2 separate regions of the Monodelphis domestica genome follow, and region 1 is linked to region 2. A link is a contact called in public Hi-C data. All regions are on one chromosome and are shown on one strand. The core of a region is the stretch at or near the end of the contact, and the rest is flanking DNA. Distances in the headings are between cores, read along the strand shown.

Region 1 (4,269 bases), core at 1,271-3,770, 74 kb before region 2:
ACCCAAAAGTTTTTCACAGTAGCAGGTATGAACCAATCTTCTTCCTGATGTTTTTCCACAGTGAGGAAAGGACAAATCGTGAAATATTTCAAGGGTTTCTCTTTCTTTCCTGTCTCAAGCAGGGCCATAGTCAGAGAGTGCAGAGCTGCTTACTCCCCACAGCAGTCAGGGTCCAACTGACTCAGAACTCTCTCTTTCAATTCCAAACCATGCCCAGAATTCTTTCTGCCTCAGTCATTCTGCAGCCTCTAAGACAACTTTACAAAATTCCTGAACTTATCAAAACCTTATCAATATCTTCCCAATTTCATCACTATACTATACACACATGTGCATACATGTACACATATACATATACTCACACATGCATATATGAAAATGTGCGTATATATGAAACAAAAGACCTGTGTGTATGCATATACACAGTATTGATTCTAAGCTGGAAGGTAAGGGTTTAAAAAAAAGAAAAAGCTAAAGTGGCGAGAGAGCTGGTGTTCAAAGATGACTGAGTACTCAATACAGCCTCTGAGGCTGAAATGCAACAAGCATGGATTGATTCTCTGCTCTTAGTGCTCATTTTGGCCCAACAACCCCACGAAAACAGAAGTTTTCCACCAGCACCCCGCCATCCATATGTGGAACCATTGGGTACAGCAAAAGGAGAAATATTGAATGCTGGGGATCAGTGCACTTACCTTGGCAGTACACTATCCAGGGATGTCCTCATAGATAACGATGTCAAAGCTTGCACTGCCCAAGCTAGTGAATTCAGTGTTTGAGAGGCTCCAAAGGAAACTGGGAGAGAAGAGGTATTAGGCTGCCTACCAAACAGAAGCTCTACAGAGCCGGTGTGACACTTGGACAGTCTACCAGTGCCATGCCAGAAAATGGAATCACTTCCATCTGAATTTTCCCAGGAAGATTCTGAAGATTATCTGGCAAGAGAAGAGACGGGACCCTGAGGTTCTTTTTTGAGCTGCATTCAACTCTCTGATGGGATGGCCATGTGGTCCAAAAGCAAATGTATGTTTGCCTAAAAGACAGTTTTATGGAGAACTCACACAAGGCAAGTGCTCATAGAGAGGATATTCTCCAGGTCTCTCTAAAGAATTTCAGTAGCTATTTTTTTTTAAACCCTTACCTTCTGTCTTAGTATCAATTTGAAGAGAGAAGAATGGCAAGGGTTAAACAATCAGGGTTAAGTGACTTGCCCAGGTTCACACAGCTCAGAAGTGTCTGAGGCCAAATTTGAACCCAGGATTTCTCTACTTTGGACCTGGTGTTCTATTTACTAGGCTACCCAGCTGCCCCTTTGGAATCTATTGGGAGACTTGGGAGACATTGGTAAAAGACTGCTGAGCATGGCATGCCTGCATCAAAGAAGGTGCTCTGAAATTCTGGAGTTAAAAAAAAGTGAGATGCAAAACTTAAAGACATCTCCATGCCCAATGGTCATGGGGCAATTTGTGCCAGACCTGTGGAGGACCCGAACTTGTACTGGTCTAATCAACCACAGCTGGAGACACTCTAAGTTGACTGCCATTTTGGTTCTCTTCCAGTTTGCAGGGCAGTAACTAATACATATGTGAGTGGGTATTATATCTCTAATTAATGCTATAGATGTATTTGTATATGTATATGTCTGCCCTGTAAAAAGTTGGTCCTTTCCCTGTGCAGTGCCGCCCAGGAATGGGGGGGGGGGGCAGTTTTGAGACTTCTGGGCTCCCCAACTGGTTTGGCTCCTGGGAGCTTCCAGAGGCACTAAAAGGGTAAGAGACCTGTCCTCATCATACCTAATGGGTCACAGGCAGGATCTGACCCTCCTAAACCTGTTTCATCATCTGTAAAATGGGCAGGTTAAGAATAGCCAACCTCTCAGGTTGGACCTACAGCTGCTCCACCAGGTCAGCTCTCTATCCCTCACACCACATGACCTTGCCTTGAAGTTACCAGCTGCAAAATGGGTGCAAATATGCGCAGAGCTGCCCTGGAGGGGTGGTTTCCAAGGGTCTGGTGAGATCTCCGGGTGGAACACACTTGGCTAACTGTAAAGCCTTGTATATCACAGCTCTCCTCCTACTCTCTCCCTCCTCTTCTTCTTCCTCCCCACCACCAGCCTGCTCCGGGGTCTCTGGGGGAAGACTCCCGTCTTTAAGCTTTTGTCCTCAAAGTCACTGAAGACGTTTGTTCTGCGGGCAGCCTGGAGTCACATGGGAAAGATCTCCGAAGTGCGAGGCAGGAAGGAGGAGCTACAAGCTTGAGCCCCTGCCCTGCTCCAGGGTCGGCTGCTTCTCTTTGACCCTCCGCGCGAGCCTTGCAAGGCGCTCTAACAGCCTCTAGATGGCGAGAGAGGACTCGGTATAGCACTGTGCAGCGCGAGCCTCTCTGGGAAGTGTAGTCCCCAGCTGCCAGGGCCTGTCGCCCAGACTTGGACTATAGGTCCCGTCACGCCCCGCGCGGCAGCATGTAAATAAAGACTGTGGTTCAAACTCCCAACATCTCCAAATGCTAATACCGTTCGGCAATGTCTTGAGTTCAACGAAAGTGTATCTTAAAAATATTCCAAGTATTTAATGGTTCTTTAGCGTCTCTGTAAGTGAGTGGACTTCATTCGCATCTATCGCAGGCCCAGCTGAAGAAGACTTAGCGCGGCGTGTCGAATCTGCAGCTGCGGAACGCTCAAAGGGAGTACTGGTGTAGAATCTACTAATGTAGAATCTGCCGCCACGGGGAGGCAGGCAGGTTTGGTAGGTCGGCAAGTGTGTCTGGAGAAGCCGGGGCTGCGGCGGCCATGGCGGCAGCTAGCCCGGCACCCAGCCCCCGCGGCTCGGCGGCCGAAGCGGCCGCCGAAGCTCCGTTGCAGTACAGCTTGCTCCTGCAGCACCTGGTGGGGGACAAGCGGCAGCCGAGGCTCCTGGAGCCTGGCGCCCTGGGCGGGATCCCGAGCCCGGTCAAGAGCGAGGAGCAAAAGATGATCGAGAAGGCCATGGAGAGCTGCGCCTTCAAGGCTGCCCTGGCCTGCGTTGGGGGTGAGCGGGATTGGGGAGTGCGGTGGGGTGGCCTCAGGGGCTTCTTTTGAAAAAAAGGTGTCGTGATCTCCAGGCCTAAACCCCGGGCGCCTTCCGGGCCCCTAGTAGTTTGGGTTTAGTTCTTTCAGTCGTTCCAGATCCTTGGGGACCCATTTGGTGTTTCCTGGCCAAGATACTGGAGTAGAGGCAGCTAGGTGGCTCAATGGATTGAGAACCAGGCCTGGAGGACCTGGGTTCAAATGTGACCTCTGCCACTTCCTAGCTGTGTAACCCTAGGCAGGTCATTTTATCCTGTTTGCCTATCTTTTCACTGTTTCGCCTTGGAACTGTTAACTTGAAAATAACACAGAACTACTAAAGTAGTCCGAAAAACCAAGCCTTTAATCAGGAAAGAGATAGTGTTCAATATTTGGCTGCTACACAAGTCAAGCGCCCCAAACCACGCAGAGCCAAAGACTCTGGCACTCTGGCAACAGTATCTCTGAGCGAATCACCGTGCTAGATAGATGGTACTCCAAAGAGCTATAGAATGTGGGGAGTTTATATACCATTTGGGGAAATCAGGACTGAGAAGTCTGATGGATTGGTATTACCATGGCTACAAGGAAATGAGAACTCCAAGACAGGATTATCAGGGAGAGGCTGATGCTTTACAATGGATACAAAAGGGAAAGTCCAACCCAGGGCTGGATGACCTGAGAGAGGTCTTTTATACTAGGGAGAATCTACCAGGACAAAAGGGTATTTAGCCTTTGATTTAGGTCTTCTAGTTTCACCCAACTAGGACCATTAAGTACCCTAAGATCTGAAGTGGCTCTGTCTGAAACTTCCTGGGTGAATTCTCAAGGGAACTGGGGCAAACTTGGGGTCTCCAAAGTTGACAGAACCTATAGTTAGTATTGATTCTAAGGTGGAAGGTAAGGAATTTAAAAAAAATACTGCAGTGGTTTGCCATTTCCTTCTCCAGTTTGGTTTACAGATGAGAAAACTGAAGCAAACAGGGTTAAGTGACTTGCCCAGGTCACCCTGCTAGAAAATGTGTCTGGATTTCAATTCAGGTCTTCCTGTCACTATCCACTGGCCCTCCCAGCTGGTAGTTAGTACATGCTTAATAAATGCTTTCTACCTGGATGATGTATCTTTGGCACATCACCCCCTGATGGGATTCATTTCCCTCATTTATTAAATAAGGAGTTTTGGATCCATCTTTTAATCAATCCACATTTATTCAGAGCCAACT
Region 2 (4,023 bases), core at 1,130-3,629:
ATGTTCACGGGATCCACCTGTGGCTGTCAATGGAACCCATCTGGCTCCTCTGACTCATTACTGCCCTCCTCTCCTACTGGAGAAAGTCCAAACTTCTCAGCTTGGCATTCAAGGCTCATTCCTCTGCCCATCACATGGTAACTGGTCTTCTGTTTTGTATTTATTCAACCTTAACACCCTTCTTTCTTTTGTTCCTTCAGATGCTTAATGAGCTCCTAGCTCCCCATTCCCCAGGAGCCTCCCCTCCAAAGGCAGAGTCATTCCAGGATTCCAGGGGGACCAAGGAAAGTTGGCACCACGTGCCTCAGCAGAATGCTTTCTTGTCTCTCCAAATCCAACCTGTCCTGAAGTCTCAGCTCCCCTCCTGCCTCCTTTGGGAAGCCTTCCCTCATCCCACCCACAGTAGATTTGCCTGGAATATTATTCTTCCTCATTGCTAAGCTGCCCAAAGCCCTTCTGCTGAGGAAGCCTAGACTGAACTTTTTCTACCCCAATCTGGGGGGCAGCCAGCACTAGGCTTGGAATCAGGAAGATTCCTCTTCCTAAATTCAAATCCAGCCTCAGACATCTACTTCCTCGCTGTATGATCCTAGGCCAGTCACTGTTTGCTCAGTTTCCTCATCTATAAAATGAACCGAAGAAGAAAATGGCAAACCACTCCAGTACCTCTGCCAAGAAAATCCCCAATAAATGACCAAATGGGATAGGCGTGGCTACGAACAGCCAAAGGATGCATCAGCCAGGTCTGAAGACATCAGCCTCGTTCTGCATCTCATCCCCCGTCTCTCTGTCAATAGGAGCCAGATTAATTCCTAGCTCCTTTCTCAGTCTCCTCAAGAATGGAGATAAGCCTCTCACCCACTCTGTGCATCCCCCTTGCCGCCAATTCCTGCCTCCCTCAGTGGTCAGTTGCATAATGTCTATTTTAGACGCCTCTATCACTGATTAGATAGCCAGGTGGCTCAGTGGAGAGTTCAAATCTGGCTCAGTGATCCAAGGGGAGTCATTGAACCTCTGCATGCATTTGTTCATTCATTCACGAAGGCACTCATGCATTCATTCCACAATGCAATAAGGCACCCATACAAGGTATTCTGTCAGGGGTGGAGGAAACAGAGGCAAAACCCAAAGCTGTCCTTTCTACTGGGGGAGATACACCGCACGATGCCAGACAGAAGCAATCCAGGCAGAGACCCAGGAATATCAGAGGGGGCAGAGAACAATTTTGACCAGGGAGGATCAGGTTAGGCTGGTGGCATCTTGGCTGAGCCATGAAGAAAGAGACGGATGCTGCAAGGCAGAAATGAGGAGAAGGTGCATTTCAGGGAAAAGGAAGGTCTGTTGGATGCATTATTGGGGGGGGGGGGGCTTAGAGGAACAACTAATTAATTAAATTAGTCTAATTAATAAAGTCCACATGGAAAGGGCCATAAGAGGAAATAGTATTCTAGAAGTTTGGAGCCAAACTGTGGGCTGTAAGTGCTACGCTAAAGGACTCCCATTTTATATTAGAGGCATAGGGAGCCATTAATGGCTTATGAGTAAGGGGGTGACCTGGTCTGACCTGTGCTACAGAATTACTTTTGGCAGCAGTGGGAAGGCTAGATTGGAAACAGCAGAGAATGAGTGGATCCTGCACATGCAATCATCAGAGGCCACCTAACATGTCCCTGGGACAAATGCCCAGGAGCAGCCCGATAGGATGATAGCCCCATCTTGGCTAGAGAGCTGGAAGGGGGGGGGAGGGTCTTAAGAATCCAATTCTCTCCTTTTACAGAAGAAGAAACTGAGGCACAGGCTGGAAAGTAAGGTAGGATTCTAGAAAAATAGATCAGGATCTGAAAGGTCATCTAATCTAACCCCTTGTCTTTACAGATGAAGAAACTGAGGCCTGGGAGATACCCAAAGACATACATCTAGTCATGGAGACAGGATTTGAACCTGGGTCTTCCGGACTCCAAGGCTAGCAATCTATCTACTTAATCATGTTGTCCAGTCACCTAGGTAGCAAAGGACAGGGGCAAGATTCGAACATCGGTCCTTCGTCTGCCTCAGGGCCAGTGTTCTTTCTTTCAGGCTCTCTCTGGGTTCCGTAGGCTCCCCCTGGGAGGCCACCCAGAGCGGTAAGGCCAGTAGGAGCAGGAGGCCCTTCTTGCCTTGCCCACCAGGGTAGAAAACATGGGAGATGCTGAAGGATTCTGGCGTTACGGCGGTGCAGACCCTTCTCTCATCTCGGGCGAAGAGACGCTCGAATGAGGTCCAGGGCCTGAGCCAATCCTCTTCCAAACCGAAGAGGTGGGCGATGTGGGAACGGTGCATTCTACAGACTCTCCAGGGTTTCTACTGTGTGCCTTTGTGCCTGGCCGAGGGAGGCAAACAACGGCACTCCGAGGGACTGCAGGGTGAGCTAAAACGCACGAGGCATTTCCACGCTCCCAGATCCCACCTAGGACCATTTTAGGAATTTTACCAACAGCATTCTGCGGCAAAGAGCCGTAACCCAGGCTTTTGGGGTGGCTGGGAGGGGCTTGAGGACTTCAAAAGAAACCCAGAGGGATTCAAACTGCCCACTTGAAGGCGCAGGGTCAGCTGGCAATCCGGAGCCGTCGATTTCTTTTAATATCAACTCCCAGGCAGTTAACATTTTTGAAAGTTTAAATATAAAAACATTTTCCCTACTAGTCTGTGCTCTGCTCTCTGCCAAACACAACAGAGATCCCCTCTCCCCCTTCCCCCCATCTGCATCTGCTGCAGACACATAATGATTTATGGCTTATTTCCCCAGGGGGCCTGGGAGGCTGGGGAGTGGGAGGGACAGAAGAGACAGGGGTGGAAACTCAGGTGGCCCCTGGCCACCTCCCTGCGATCGAGTTTCTAGAACAATATTCAGAAAATGGGGATTGGGGGGCCACGAGGGGGGACTCCAAATTTCCTATGTTAATTGGTGCCACTGATGCCATTCCAGAACACCCTCCTTGTGTCTCTCAATCTTCTAGCACATCAGCCACCCCCCAAAATTAAAAAAAAAAAACCCAGCAGAGAGAATGGATGACAGTCACCCACCTCTTTACTATGGAGACATGTAGTGATCTACCAGGCCCCATGCTGGAGTCAGGAAATCTCCTGGGGCCACACAACTATGCAATAAATGAGGAGGGGGAAGACAGATGGGGACACTGTGGGCGCCATCGGAAAATTCAGACCCTCCCACCAGCCTAGTCTGGACACCCCAGGAGCTGTCTGGGACTGGAGATGGGATCGCCACCAAAGTCCCATTACCCACACAAAGGAACAGGTTCCAAGAACTGATTCAGAGCACTCTGTCTCTCTGAACCCTCTCTTTTCCCTTCCTCCTGTCTTTCTCTTAATCTTTTCCCCTTCCTTTCTTTCTGTCTGTCTGTCTGTTTCTCTCTGTCTCTGCCTCTCCCTCTCAATCTTTCTCCCTTCCTCTCTTTCTGTCTCTCTCTCCCCCTCTCTGTCTGTCTCTGTCTCTCTCTCCCCTCTCTTAATCTTTCCCCTTCCTCTCTTTCTGTCTGTCTGTCTGTCTGTCTGTCTCTGTCTCTCTTTTAATCTTTCTCCCTTCCTCTCTTTCTGTCTCTCTCTCTCCCTCTCTGTCTGTCTGTCTCTGTCTCTCTCTTTCCCTCCCCCCTCTCTTAATCTTTCCCCTTCCTCTCTTTCTGTCTGTCTGTCTGTCTGTCTCTCTGTCTCCCTCTCTCTGTCTCTCTTTTAATCTTTCCCCCTTCCTCTCTTTCTGTCTCTCTCTTTTAATCTTTCTCCCTTCCTCTCTTTCTGTCTCTCTCTCTCCCTCTCTGTCTGTCTGTCTCTGTCTCTCTCTCTTTCCCTCCCCTCTCTCTTAATCTTTCCCCTTCCTCTCTTTCTGTCTGTCTGTCTGTCTGTCTGTCTGTCTCTCTCTGTCTCCCTCTCTCTGTCTCTCTTTTAATCTTTCCCCCTTCCTCTCTTTCTGTCTCTCTCTGTCTGTCTCTCTCTTTTAATATTTCCCCCTTCCTCTCTTTCTGTCTCTCT

The links. A called contact is a pair of places that touch in the nucleus more often than the background predicts.
Region 1: a Hi-C map of limb shows a contact between it and region 2, with 2.8 times the contacts expected there. The contact joins the promoter of TIMM22 here to the enhancer-like site in region 2. A contact is called at or near these places in 2 of 2 Hi-C or Micro-C datasets (limb and spleen and liver).

What each region holds. Positions count from the first base shown.
Region 1 is chr2:509,627,571-509,631,839 of mMonDom1.pri, reverse strand. TIMM22 (translocase of inner mitochondrial membrane 22) reads left to right here and starts at 2,520. Exons shown (of 4, transcript XM_001364461.4): 1 at 2,520-3,029. The coding sequence starts at 2,792.
Region 2 is chr2:509,553,342-509,557,364 of mMonDom1.pri, reverse strand. The region is part of intron 16 of ABR (ABR activator of RhoGEF and GTPase); the gene reads right to left. Among named protein-coding and RNA genes, the nearest start is that of TIMM22, 74 kb to the left of the region's middle. Within about 2 kb of position 2,379, at least 1 of the 2 cell types and tissues checked has open chromatin away from gene starts, as enhancers often do. A contact at or near this core is called in limb, where this site is marked.